Regions from separate parts of the Macaca mulatta genome. Here region 1 is linked to region 2. The links are chromatin contacts, called in public Hi-C maps. All regions are on one chromosome and are shown on one strand. The core of a region is the stretch at or near the end of the contact, and the rest is flanking DNA. Distances in the headings are between cores, read along the strand shown. Region 1 holds the start of PSMD9 (proteasome 26S subunit, non-ATPase 9). Region 2 holds the start of RHOF (ras homolog family member F, filopodia associated).

What was found. Hi-C and Micro-C count contacts between places; a contact is called where the count stands out from the background.
Region 1: a Hi-C map of fetal cortical plate shows a contact between it and region 2, with 2.7 times the contacts expected there. The contact joins the promoter of PSMD9 here to the promoter of RHOF in region 2. A contact is called at or near these places in 5 of 14 Hi-C or Micro-C datasets (CD4 T cells, cortical neurons, fetal cortex germinal zone and 2 more).

The regions. Positions count from the first base shown.
Region 1 is chr11:129,259,710-129,265,653 of T2T-MMU8v2.0, reverse strand. PSMD9 (proteasome 26S subunit, non-ATPase 9) reads right to left here and starts at 4,539. Exons shown (of 6, transcript XR_013401620.1): 1 at 4,342-4,539.
Region 2 is chr11:129,163,474-129,169,470 of T2T-MMU8v2.0, reverse strand. It overlaps RHOF (ras homolog family member F, filopodia associated), which reads left to right and starts at 2,795. Exons shown (of 5, transcript XM_077955568.1): 1 at 2,795-2,987; 2 at 3,206-3,329. The coding sequence starts at 2,850. LOC144333167 reads left to right here. Exons shown (of 7, transcript XR_013401617.1): 6 at 295-345; 7 at 1,003-1,237. It also overlaps the pseudogene LOC100427274.

The DNA.
Region 1 (5,944 bases), core at 3,290-5,789, 94 kb before region 2:
TAAATAACCCTGAATCAAAAATACATATTCCTTTCCCAATTCTCTTCAATCCTTCAATTGTCAAGGCAAAAGTGTCCATTTGGTGCTGGTCTTTGCAACACCCCAGTTACTTGCTATCTCTAGGACCCTCCATTTTTATAAGTTTTATTGAGATATAATTCAGATACCATATAACTGACTCATGTAAAGTATAAAAGTTAACGGCTTTTGTGTTTGTTTGTTTGTTTTGAGACAAGATTTCTTTCTGTTGACCAGGCTGGGGTACAGTGGTGTGTTCATAGCTCACTGCAACCTTGAACTCCTGAGTTCAAGCAATCTGCCTCAGCCTCCTAAGTAGCTGGGACCACAGGTACATGTCACCACACCTGGCTAATTTTTAATTTTTTGTTTTAAGACAGAGCCTTGTTCTGTCGCCCAGGCTGGAGTGCAGCGGTGCGATCTCGACTCACTGCAAGCTCTGTCTCCCGGGTTCATGCCATTCTCCTGCCTCAGTCTCCCGGGAGTAGCTGGGACTACAGGCACCCGCCACCTCACCCGGCTAATTTTTTTGTATTTTTAGTAGAGACGGGGTTTCACCGTGTTAGCCAGGATGGTCTCGATCTCCTGACCTCATGATCCGCCCGCCTCGGCCTCCCAAAGTGCTGGGATTACAGGCGTGAGCCACCGCACCAAGCCTTTAATTTTTAATTTTTTGTAAAGATAGGTTCTCACTGTGTTGCCCAGGCTAGTCTCAAACCCCTGGCCTCAAGTGATCCTCCTGCCTCAGACTCCCAAAGTCCTGGGATTATAGGCATGAGCCACCACACCTGGCCACTGACCATTTTTATTGATCATATTTTCTTTGGAGAAATGTTTATTCAGATCCTTTCCCTGTCTTCTAATTGGTTCTCTTTTTATTATTGAGTTATAAGAGCTCTTACTATAGCCTAGATACTATCCTTTTATCAGAGAAATGATATGCAAATATTTTCTCCTATTCTGGAGCTTATCTTTTCACTTTCTTTACTAAGTCCTTTGAAACACAGTTTTAAATGTTGAAATCCAACTTATCATTTTTTCTTTTGTAGCTTGTGTTTTTGGTGCCATATCTAAAAAGGCTTTGCCCAATCCAAGGTCATGAAGATTTACTCCTATGTTTTATTATACGAGATTTATAGTTTACAGTTTTGGCTGCCCACTTTTTTTTTTTTTTTCCTGAGACGGAGTCTGTCACCCAGGCTGGAGTGTCATGGCGCAATCTTGATTCACTGTAACCTCCACCTCCCAGGTTTAAGCGATTCTCCTGCATCAGCCTCCCGAGTAGCTGGGATTACAGGTGTGTATCACCACGCCTGGCTCATTTTTGTATTTTAGTAGAGATGGGGTTTCACCACATTGGCCAGGCTGGTCTCGAACGCCTGACCTCAAATGACCCACATGCCTCGGCCTTCCAAAGTGCTGGGATTAAAGTCGTGAGCCACTATGCCTGGCCTTTTTTTTTTTTAATTAAAAAAAGAGACAGCATCTCACTCTGTCACCCAAAAGGGAATGCAGTGGTGCAATTATAGCTCACTGCAGCCTCAACATCCAGGGCTCAAGCAATCCTCCCGCCTCAGCCTCCCAAGTAGCTGGGACTACAGGCATGCACCACCATGCCCAACTAATTTTAAAACTTTTTTTTTTTTTGTAGAGGCACAGTCTCGCTATGCTACCGAGGCTGGTATTGAACTTCTGGCCTCAAGTGATCTTCCCACCTTGGCCACTCAAATAATGAGCCACTGTACCCAAACCCTTTTCTTTTTTTGAGACAGAGTCTTGCTCTGTCGCCCAGGCTGGAGTGCAGTGGCAGGATCTCAGCTCACTGCAACCTCTACCTCCCGGGTTTGAGTGATTCTCCTGCCTCAGCCTCCCAAGTAGCTGGGACTACAGGCATGCGCCATCACGCCTGGCTAATTTTTGTTATTTTTAGTAGAGTCGGGATTTCACCATGTTGGCCAGGCTGGTCTCAAACTCCTGACCTCAGGTGATCCACCCGCCTCAGTCTCCCAAAGTGCTGGGATTACGGGTGTGAGCCACCACGCCCGGCCCAAACCCACTTTTTAAAAACAAACAGAGCAGGGTTTCAGGCTGAAAGCCTTCAGCAAGCAACAGCAGCCAGCCAGAAGCAACGAACGTGCCATATCAACCTGCAAAGCATCTGACCTTATATTTAAGAGAAAAGATTCTCATTTTCCATATGTAGCCGAGTTTTGAAATTTTCTTTCAAAATACATTTATGGGCAAGGCACTGTGGCTCATGCCTGTGACTCCAACACTTTGGGAGGCAGAGGCAGGAGGACTGCTTGAGCCCAGGAGTTTGAGACCAGTCTGAGCAACAGAGCAAGACCTCGTAGCTACAAAAAATATAAAAATTAGCTGGGCATGGTGGCACGTACCTGCAGTCTCAGCTACTTGGGAGGCTGAGGTAGGAGGATTGCTTGAGCCCAGGAGGTTGAGGCTGCAGTGAGCCAAGATGGTGCCACTGAACTCCAGCCTGGCCAACAGAGCGAGACCCTGTCTCAATAATAATAATAATAATACATTTATATAAGATTAAAAGTAGCTGGGCGCGGTGGCTCACGCCTGTAATCCCAGCACTTTGGGAGGCCGAGGCGGGCGGATCACGAGGTCAGGAGATCGAGACCATCCTGGCTAACACGGTGAAACCCCGTCTCTACTAAAAATGCAAAAAATTAGCCGGGCGAGGCGGCGGGCGCCTGTAGTCCCAGCTACTCGGGAGGCTGAGGCAGGAGGATGGCGTGAACCCGGGAGGCGGAGCTTGCAGTGAGCCGAGATCGCACCATTGCACTCCAGCCTGGGCGACTAAGCGAGACTCTGTCTCAAAAAAAAAAAAAAAAAAAAAAGATTAAAAGTAGATCTATTTAAATAAAAATATAAAAGGAATAACAGTACAAGTGGTATATGCATATAGTATCCTGCATGTGGTAGAAAATAAACTAAAGTTTGAGAAATTGCTGGTAATTCGCTTGAAAGCACAGGTTCTGAATGGAACAGACCTGAGGTCTGAATGCCACTTTAAGCATACAGTCAGTACCCAGTAAAATGGTTCTCTGGCCCTCCGTATGAAACTTCATCTTATGGCCAGACGCAGTGGCTCACACCTGTAATCCCAGCACTTGGGAAGGCCGAGGTGGGCGGATCACCTGAGGTCAGGAGTTCAACACCGCCATGACCAACATGGTGAAACCCTGTCTCTACTTAAAATACAAAATTAGCCTGGCATACCAGCCCACGCCTGTAATCCCTACCACTCAGGAGGCTGAGGCAGGAGAATCATTTGAACCCGGGAGGCGGAGGCTGCAGTGAGCCGAGATTGAGCCACTGCACTCCAGCCTGGGTGACAAAGCGGGACTCTGTCTCAAACCAAAAAAAAAAAGAAACTTCATTTACATCACCTAAAATGCATTCCATCCCACCCTACTTGGGCGTAATTAATTGAATCTTCCTCTGCGAACTGATTTGTGATTTTATACTAGGTGGCATAAGAAAATCTGCATCAGCTTTTGAGCCAGACCCATCGCTGCCAATTCCAACCTGCATGACCTTAGATAGGCGTTTGCCCCACTCTGGGCCTCAGTTTCCTCCTTATGCAATAAGGATGAGCCTTATTTGTCACTCAAAGTCCGGTCCTTAGACCTCTAGCATCAGCATTGCTGGGAGTTGACTACAAATGCAGAATCTGATCCCTTGCCTCAAACAAAATCTTCATTTTAATAAGATCTCCAGGTAATTCACATACACACTGAAGTTTAAGAAGTTATGATGCAATCAGCAAATGCCAGGTGCAGTAGCTCACGCCTGTCATCCCAGCACTTTGAAAGGCCGAAACGGGAGGATCGCTTGAGGCCAACAGTTCGATACCAACCTGGGCAACAGAGCGAGACTCTGTCTTTACAAAAAATACAAAATTAAGAGAAGGCAGTCAGCGAAGCACATGACAGCTGTTCAATCACCAAGTAACACCTGTTTCCCCCTCCCTAAAATGGAGAAAGTAACAGCATCCATCTCAAAGGGTTGTTGTGAGGATTAAATGAACTCAACAATGCACAGCACTTAAACCAGCGCCTAGCACACAGTAGGGCTCCATAAACGCTTGCTGGATATCAATATAGCTAACTGTTAAGTTACTAAGGTTCTTTAACTGCCTTCTTGTGCCGACAGAGGCCGCACTTGCAGCGCCTTGGGCCTCCCAGGGAGAAGATCCATTGCGGAACGCCCAAGTTGAGGCGGCCCTGGCTTCCCAGTCCTCCAGAGACGGGGGGCCAGGTTAGGCGACCTGGGGCGCCCCGAACCCACACTCACGCTTTCTAGCACGTCATAGTTGGCCTTGATCTGCGCCTCTATCTCCTCCTTGCGCCGCATCAGCTCCTGGACGTCGCTGACAGTCACGGCGCCGGCCTGCGAGGAGCCTCCGCTCTGCCTCGCTTCCTCCTCAGACATAGCGAACCTCGGGCCGCGATTCCACACACCCGGCTCCCGGGCTACGGACGACGCCCCAGTAGACCGTAACTACGGCTCCGCCCATGGGCCAAAACACCACAGCCGTCCGCGAGCGCGACAACAGGCAAGGGGTGGGGCTTGGGGTGGGGCTTGGCGGCGGAGCTGGGTCGCCGGAAGCCGCGCCCTGCCGGAACACGTGCGCCTGTGGTGACCCGGCAGGAGTAGCGTCGGCAGCGATGGATCCCCACGTAGGTGCATACAAACGCTAGGGGATGATCTCGCGTCAGCTGACTCATTTTCTTTCCTCATTCGTGCAACAGACATTTATTGAGCGCCTACTGTATGGATGGATACTGTACGCCAGAGAACCGCCGCGTGGCGCTCCAATTCAGTTCTTCACATCCACACAGCCGTGGAGGATTTACAAAATACATTAAGATTCCTTATCCCTCACTTTACAGATCCGATATGCCTGAGTACAAACCCCGTATCTTGCCACCAAACGGCAATCTGTGTGACCCTAAGTCACTACTTGCTTCTCTGAGCCTCAGTTTCCTCATCTGTAAAATGGGGCAGTAATTGATAGCAGCTCTCATAGAGCTGTCCTGCTAACAAATATTCATGGAATGCTTCCACATACTGTTGAAGGTGCTGGATGTTCCTGTTAAGGCCTCTATAAATTGTAGTGATAATAATAACGGTAACAGTGTTTATTTATTGATACTTATAATGTGCCAGACGGTGTTCTAAGTGCCTGACATATATTAATTCAACAACATCATGAAGCTAGATTATTACCTCCCAGTTTGACAGCTGAGAAAACCGTCTCAATAACCGATTTACCCAACTAGCAAAATGTGAGGCCAAAATTCCAACCCAGCGTAACTAAATGATCAACTTTGATATCTGACCATGTGCCTCTAATATTCTGTCTGGACTGTAATCCCAGCACTTTGGGAGGCCGAGACGGGCGGATCACGAGGTCAGGAGATCGAAACCATCCTGGCTAACACGGTGAAACCCCGTCTCTATTAAGAAATACAAAAAACTAGCCGGGCGAGGTGGCGGGCGCCTGTAGTCCCAGCTACTCGGGAGGCTGAGGCCGGAGAATGGCGTGAACCCGGGAGGCGGAGCTTGCAGTGAGCTGAGATCCGGCCACTGCACTCCAGCCTGGGCGACAGAGCGAGACTCCGTCTCAAAAAAAAAAAAAAAAAAAAAAAAAAAAAAAAAAATATATATATATATATATATATATATATATATATATATATATTCTGTCTGGAAAAGGGCTTAACGGTCATCTGTGTAGTATTCAAACATGTTTGCCCTGAATTTAATCATTGGAAAACAGACGTATCCAAAAGAAGGGACATACTTCAAAACAACTGGCCTGAAAACTTCAAAAAAAGTCAATGTTGTGAAATACACATGGGGAATGAGGGGTGGGGGAAGGGAAAGGAGGCGG
Region 2 (5,997 bases), core at 1,546-4,045:
CTGCCTCATGTGGGTGGCCCCTCTGCAGGGTTCTCAGGCACCCAGGGAAGTGGGTGCCACAGCCTCACTGGGGCTGGCTGGGCTTTGCTCTGACAACACAGCAGTGGCTAGGCCCCTGCAGCTCTCCGGGGCTCGGTTTCCCTGTTGGCCGCACTATGGCGTAGGCCCCGGTGTGGACACCGATGAGCTGACCCCCCCACAAATGCCACTCGGCCGCTCCCCCAGGCTTCAGTGACCCAAGAGCCCTTGTGTGAAGAACCAGCTTAAAGAATCTTGTCTTCTCAAACTCTCCAGGAATTCCTGGTGACTGGAAGGGGAGTGACACGGGTTCTCAACCTCTAACAGGTAAGGGAGCTGCCTCCTGGGTGGGCGTGCCCAGTTCCTCAGCGGGCCTAGTGCGGCCCAGCCTCCGAGGAAGCTCCGAGCAGCTGGCTTAGCTCCGAGGTATTTTTAGCTACAGATCCAGCCCCTTCCATCACCACAACAGTCGAGTCCAAATCAAACGCGCTCCAGGCAGGTGGGACTGGGGTTCTGCCAGCCTCCTGGCCAGCAGGGGTGGGTAGGCAGACTGGGGCCAGTATCGGCTGTTCTGCCTGGGCCCAGGCCGGGCTGGGAAAGCACACTTGTTCTCATTTCCGGCCTCCACTTTTCGTGCCAGCTTGTGCTGTCATAAGCAGAGGTTCACAGCCCCATTTCTTGGATGGAAAAAGTGGACACTGAGGTCTGAGGCTTTTGAGGACAGTCAGGAGCCCCCCTTTGGGCTCGAGTGACGCACTCACCAGCTTCTGGTCCTCTTCCTCCACCACCTGGAATGCCTTGGCTACCTCCTGTGGTCCTAGGGAACCTCAGCCCCAGCCCTGCCTCCCCAGCCAGTCACAGCTTCTCCCTGGTCACCCTGGGGACCTCAGGGCCCGGCTGGTGGCTGTGCTCCTGTCCTATCCCCCAGTCCCATGGAGCCTGGCAGGCAACTCCTCCATGATCTGAACCCCGTTACCTTGACAGCCCTGCCTGGCCTCCCCTCTCATGGCCCAGCCACCCCAGAACCTGAAGAGGTTTTCTAGCTGCCGTGCATTTGTCAGGCCGGGTTACCCACCCTACTTTTCCTGCCTGCCCTCCAGTGCTGCCAAGCCCAGTGTGCCAGCCAGCACTCAGCCTTCTGTAAACGGTTCCCCTCTCCCAACCTGACCTCCTGGAAAGCTGGAGCATAACTGCCTCTCAATAAACGTGTTGCGAAAAAGGAGTGGATGAGTTGCTGTGCATTTGTCTAGGGGGTGCTTGACCCAAGAGACTCCCCTTTGCCCAGTGCCCGGAGAGGGCGTCCACTGAGAATCTGGGGTGCCTTCTGGCCTCCCCTTCCCAGCTCTGCCGTGGTCTTGGGATTCTGTGGGCGGTCGCTGCTGCCCTCTGGTGGTCAGACGGTGCCTTCCTTGCAGCGGCTGAGAACCTTGACCATGGAACTGCCAGGTTGGCGGTTTTCCTCCACGAAGTGAGGTTTACATGAGCCTTGCCGGGATCTTGAAAACTGGGAGTCTTTGGGGTGGGATCGCCAGCAAAAAGATCTTGAGTCCTGCCAGCCCCTATCTGCGGAAACTACGGAAAGTCACTTGCCCCCAACTATGCTGCTGTTGAGGTTTTGTTAGAAATGGGCTCTTCTACCCCAGCTGGTAGGATCCAACTCTCGGCCATGCTCCCGTGCCTATCTGCCGTGGAGCAGCTCCAGGGAGGTCCCTCTGCCACCCTGTCCACTCACCTGGCTGGTGAGGAGGGCAGTCATCCTGCCCGGGGGGAGGGGTAAGACGAGAGGTGGGGGTTACGGGTGATTCAGCCAGCAGCCCGGATAGCACTGCCTACAGTAAGTGCTCAACAAAAGCTGTTTTGATCATGGGACGGGAGAGTTGGGGGGATTCCTGAGATGAAAGACATGTGGCTGCTGGCAAGGAAACGCATTTTCTTACATTTCTTGATGAGTGTGGGGTCAGTCTCCAAAGCTCAAGGAGAGGGATCAAGCTGACTTCAACTAGCGCTACTCCAACCTGCCCCTCCCTGACGGCGTCTTGCGTGGTTCGCGCCTCTGGCTCCTGTCGGAAGGAGGCGCCCGCCCTTCGTGGTTTGGGGCCAACCTGCGGCCGGCGCCGAGACGATTGCCCGGCAGAGGGCGCTGGACGTCCACCCTGCAGCCCGGTGTCGGGGTGCGGGTAAGCGGAGCCCAGTTCCACACCCCGAACCCGCGTACACGCAGGCGTCCCTAGCCCAGGCGAGGTGGGCAGACACGACCCTCGCGTCAGCATCTTCCCTGGTGCCACCGCAGCTACCTCCTGTGGGGAAACTGAGGCCAGAGGCGGACATGCGCCAAGCCACGCCGTTGGGGCAGTGCAAAATTGGGCTCTTCCCGGAGCTCGAGGCCTGGGGCTCCTCGCACCAGGTGCACAGCCAGCCAATCCGGGAGGTCCTGTCTGGCCGCGCCGGCCAATCAGAGGGTCCCTGCCGTAGGCGGAGCCTGCCAATCAGGGGCACCTGGAGTCGCTGGGCAGCCACGATCGGGTCTCGCCGGCGAGGGGCGCGCCGTGACGCGCAGAGGGTGGCGGTGGGATGGGGGTGGGAGCTTCTCTCGCAGCTGAGCCCCGTTTCTCCGGTGCCGCAGTATCGCTGGGACTGAGAGCTGAATACCCACACCCAGGGCTGGGACCTTAGCAGAAAGGAAACTGAGGCTGGGAGGTCGGCCGGGAGGCTGCCTGGCGGAGGTGGCGCCGCTCTGAGTGGGCGGGGCTAGTTCCGGCCCCGCCCCGCCCCCGACCTCTTGGCTCCGCTAGTGCCGGGCGCGCAGCCGCCAGTGCTGCGGGCTCCGGGCTATGGATGCCCCCGGGGCCCCGGCCCCGACCGCCGCCCCCGGTCCGGGCAGGAAGGAGCTGAAGATCGTGATCGTGGGTGACGGCGGCTGCGGCAAGACCTCGCTGCTCATGGTGTACAGCCAGGGCTCCTTCCCCGAGGTGAGGCCCGCAGCGGGGCTGGGGTGGGGGCGATGGACGCCCCTCAGCCTGAGCCCAGAGCCCCGACCCTCGGTCCCCGGCGTCGCGAGTACGGAGAGGCGGCCGCCACCCCGGGGCGCCCCTCGGGAATTCCAGAGCCCAGCGGGGTGAGGGGGTGATGATCCGGGACGAGTGAGGGGGGTGGACAGTGGGTTTAGCTGGAACCTTGGCCCCCGCAGGCCCCACTAAGGACCAACCGACCCCCTCTCCCGCAGCACTATGCCCCGTCGGTGTTCGAGAAGTACACGGCCAGCGTGACCGTTGGCAGCAAGGAGGTCACCCTGAATCTCTACGACACGGCCGGTGAGTGGGCCTGCGCCCCCGGGGTCCCGGGGGTCCGCCCGCCCGAAGGGTTTCCCCTCCCGGGCGTCCCCCACCGGGCGTCCCCGCCCAGCAGCCTTGCCAGGGTCCTGGCCGGCTCTTCACTCCTGGAGGCCGCTCAGGGGCGCTGGCTGCGCGACCCTAGAGGCCAAGCCCTATATGTAAGTGGAGAGTGTGGAGGAGGAGGTGAACTCCGGGGCCACCCTCCCAGCTCTGTGCTGAGAGCCCACAGCTAGTTCCTCTCTTGTGGTTCTAGAAAGCAGTGGGCTGCTCTTGGGCCTCCCATGGTTCCAGGATTGCTGCGCTGCCTGCTGTGGTCTCTGCAGACTCTGTGGGCTGCAGATTTGAGCCCCCTGGTGCTCGGATTGCCTGGGCTGTGTGTCTGGGTCCTGTGGTTCTGGGATGCTCCCGGCTGCAAATCAGCCTGTGGCTTCAGGGCTCTGTGGCCTGCGCTCTGCAGCCTGAGACTCTGGGGTCCTGTGGATGCGAGTTCTGTGCCTGCAGCTCCCAGGATTCCACGGCTTGCAGTTGGTGGTTCTGGAATTGTGTGGCTACAATTATTTCTGTGCTTTCCCAGTTCCCTGGGACAAAACCAGACAGTGTAGAAAATGAACTGAGGAAGGAACAGAGCACTGGGGGCAGGGGCCCCACACCAGGCTCTGCCTGCCACCTGCAGCCCCCCGTGGGTGGTCTACGGATTTATGTGCAATTGCTTGGGAGTCGGTGTTGTGAGGGGCGGGGACGGGAGAAACGCAGTCAGTGGGAGGACCCTGACTCCCTTCTGGGCTTCATCAACATTGGGGACCAAAGGTTGACATCCCCAGGTGAGGCCTCACCCCACCTCTGTGACTCAGTGTTTAGTGACCTGCAGGGAACCACGTCACCAGGTGGCCCTCTCCTGCCAGCCAAGCCTTGTATGTGTGAGGTGAGGTCAGACACTGACGTAGGATGGAACCAAAATCCAGACACCTCCACCCCCAGGTAGACCTTGGAGAGGACCCGAAAAGGGGCTGTTCTAGCTCAGAGCCCCCTCCATTCCGACTTCAGCAGGTCCTACCATGGTCTCTGAGAAACCTGTCTTTGTGGGATGTGGGCCCTCTAGGGCCACCCCCAAAACAGGGCCTGTCTCTAGCCCCTGGTGAGCTGGGAGAGCTGAGACATCAGAGGAATTCCCGAGGCGTGGCCCAGAGGGTAGTAAGAGTCATGGTCTGGGACACTTTTACTTTCATGTTTCTTGTCCAGGAGCCAGGGAGGGGCAAGGTTGTTCACCCACTTTTTGAGTCAAGTGCTCCTGAGTGGAGACATTTACAGCCGCCCACTGCCCTGCAAGAGCCGGGAGGCTTTTTCTTTCCTCCTCCTCTGCCCTCAGGGCCTCCCCTATCAGGTCCCGGGGTTCACTGTGCAGGGCAGCCTCCACATCATGAGAACAGGGATGGCCTTTCTGGCCTTGCCCAGAGAGCGATGCTCAAGGAACATGTCAGAGTAGATTGTGGTGTGGAGATTCTGGAAAGCTGCAAGGTGATGTAGGAAGAACTTGTGCAAAGAGCTGCTACCGGAGGGATGGCGGAGCATCCCCTGCTACAGTTACCAGGAGCAGGCGACCACCGGCACTATGGGGATCCCATCCACGGTCCCATCCTGTTCCTGCCACCCTCTTTGGAGTCAGATCTGGGCTTTGACCGCAGCTCTATTGGCTACGTATCATTGGGGATGTCTGGGCCTCAGTTTCATGATCTGTCATGAGCACTAAGAGGGTCATGAGGATTAAATCAGATTAATATATTATGTCCACCAACCTGCCCGACATGGTGAAACCCCATCTCTACTAAAAATCCAAAAATTAGCTGGGCATGATGGCGGGCACCTGTAATCCCAGCTACTCAGGAGGCTGAGGCAGGAGAATCATTTGAACCCAGGAGGTGGAGCTTGCAGTGAGCCGAGATTGTGCCATTGCACTCCAGCCTGGGCGACAGGGCGAGACTCCGTTTCCTAGCACTTTGGGAGGCTGAGGCAGGAGGATTGCTTGAAGCCAGGAGTTCAAGACCAGCCTGGGCAACATGACGAAACCCCATCTCTACTAAAAATACAAAAAATACAAAAATTAGCCAGGCATAGTGGCACACGCCTATAGTCCCAGCTACTTGGAAGGCTGACACAGGAGAATTGCTTGAACCCAGGAGGCAGAGGTTGCAGTGAGTTAAGATCACGCCACTGCATTCCAGCCTGGGCAACAGAGCGTGACCCTGTTTCAAAAAATTAAAATTAAAAAAAATTAAAAAGACCCTTCTACCATCCCTGCCCAGCCCTAGCTCGATCCTGTGCTTTGGAATCTACAGTGCCATGCCCCGAGCTGGCCCCCAGCCCCTGCTGCAGTGGGGAGATCTATCTTCCCTGGCAAGTCTCTTCCAAGCAGCCGAGAAGCAGGGCTCATGGGAGGAGGTTGGCCTCATAGTCTGACACACCAAGGAGGGGTACCCAGGGAGAAGAAATCTGGCTGCTCCCTGTAGGGGGTGTCCCCCCATGACCGGGGAAGGCCTGCTCATAGGAGGAAATCCCCTGGTCAGTGAGTGCCACCAGGGAGAGCCCAGGTCCCAGTGCTTGTCATGGAGCAAGGCTTGGAAGGTGATGGAATGAATGGGTAATAGATCCG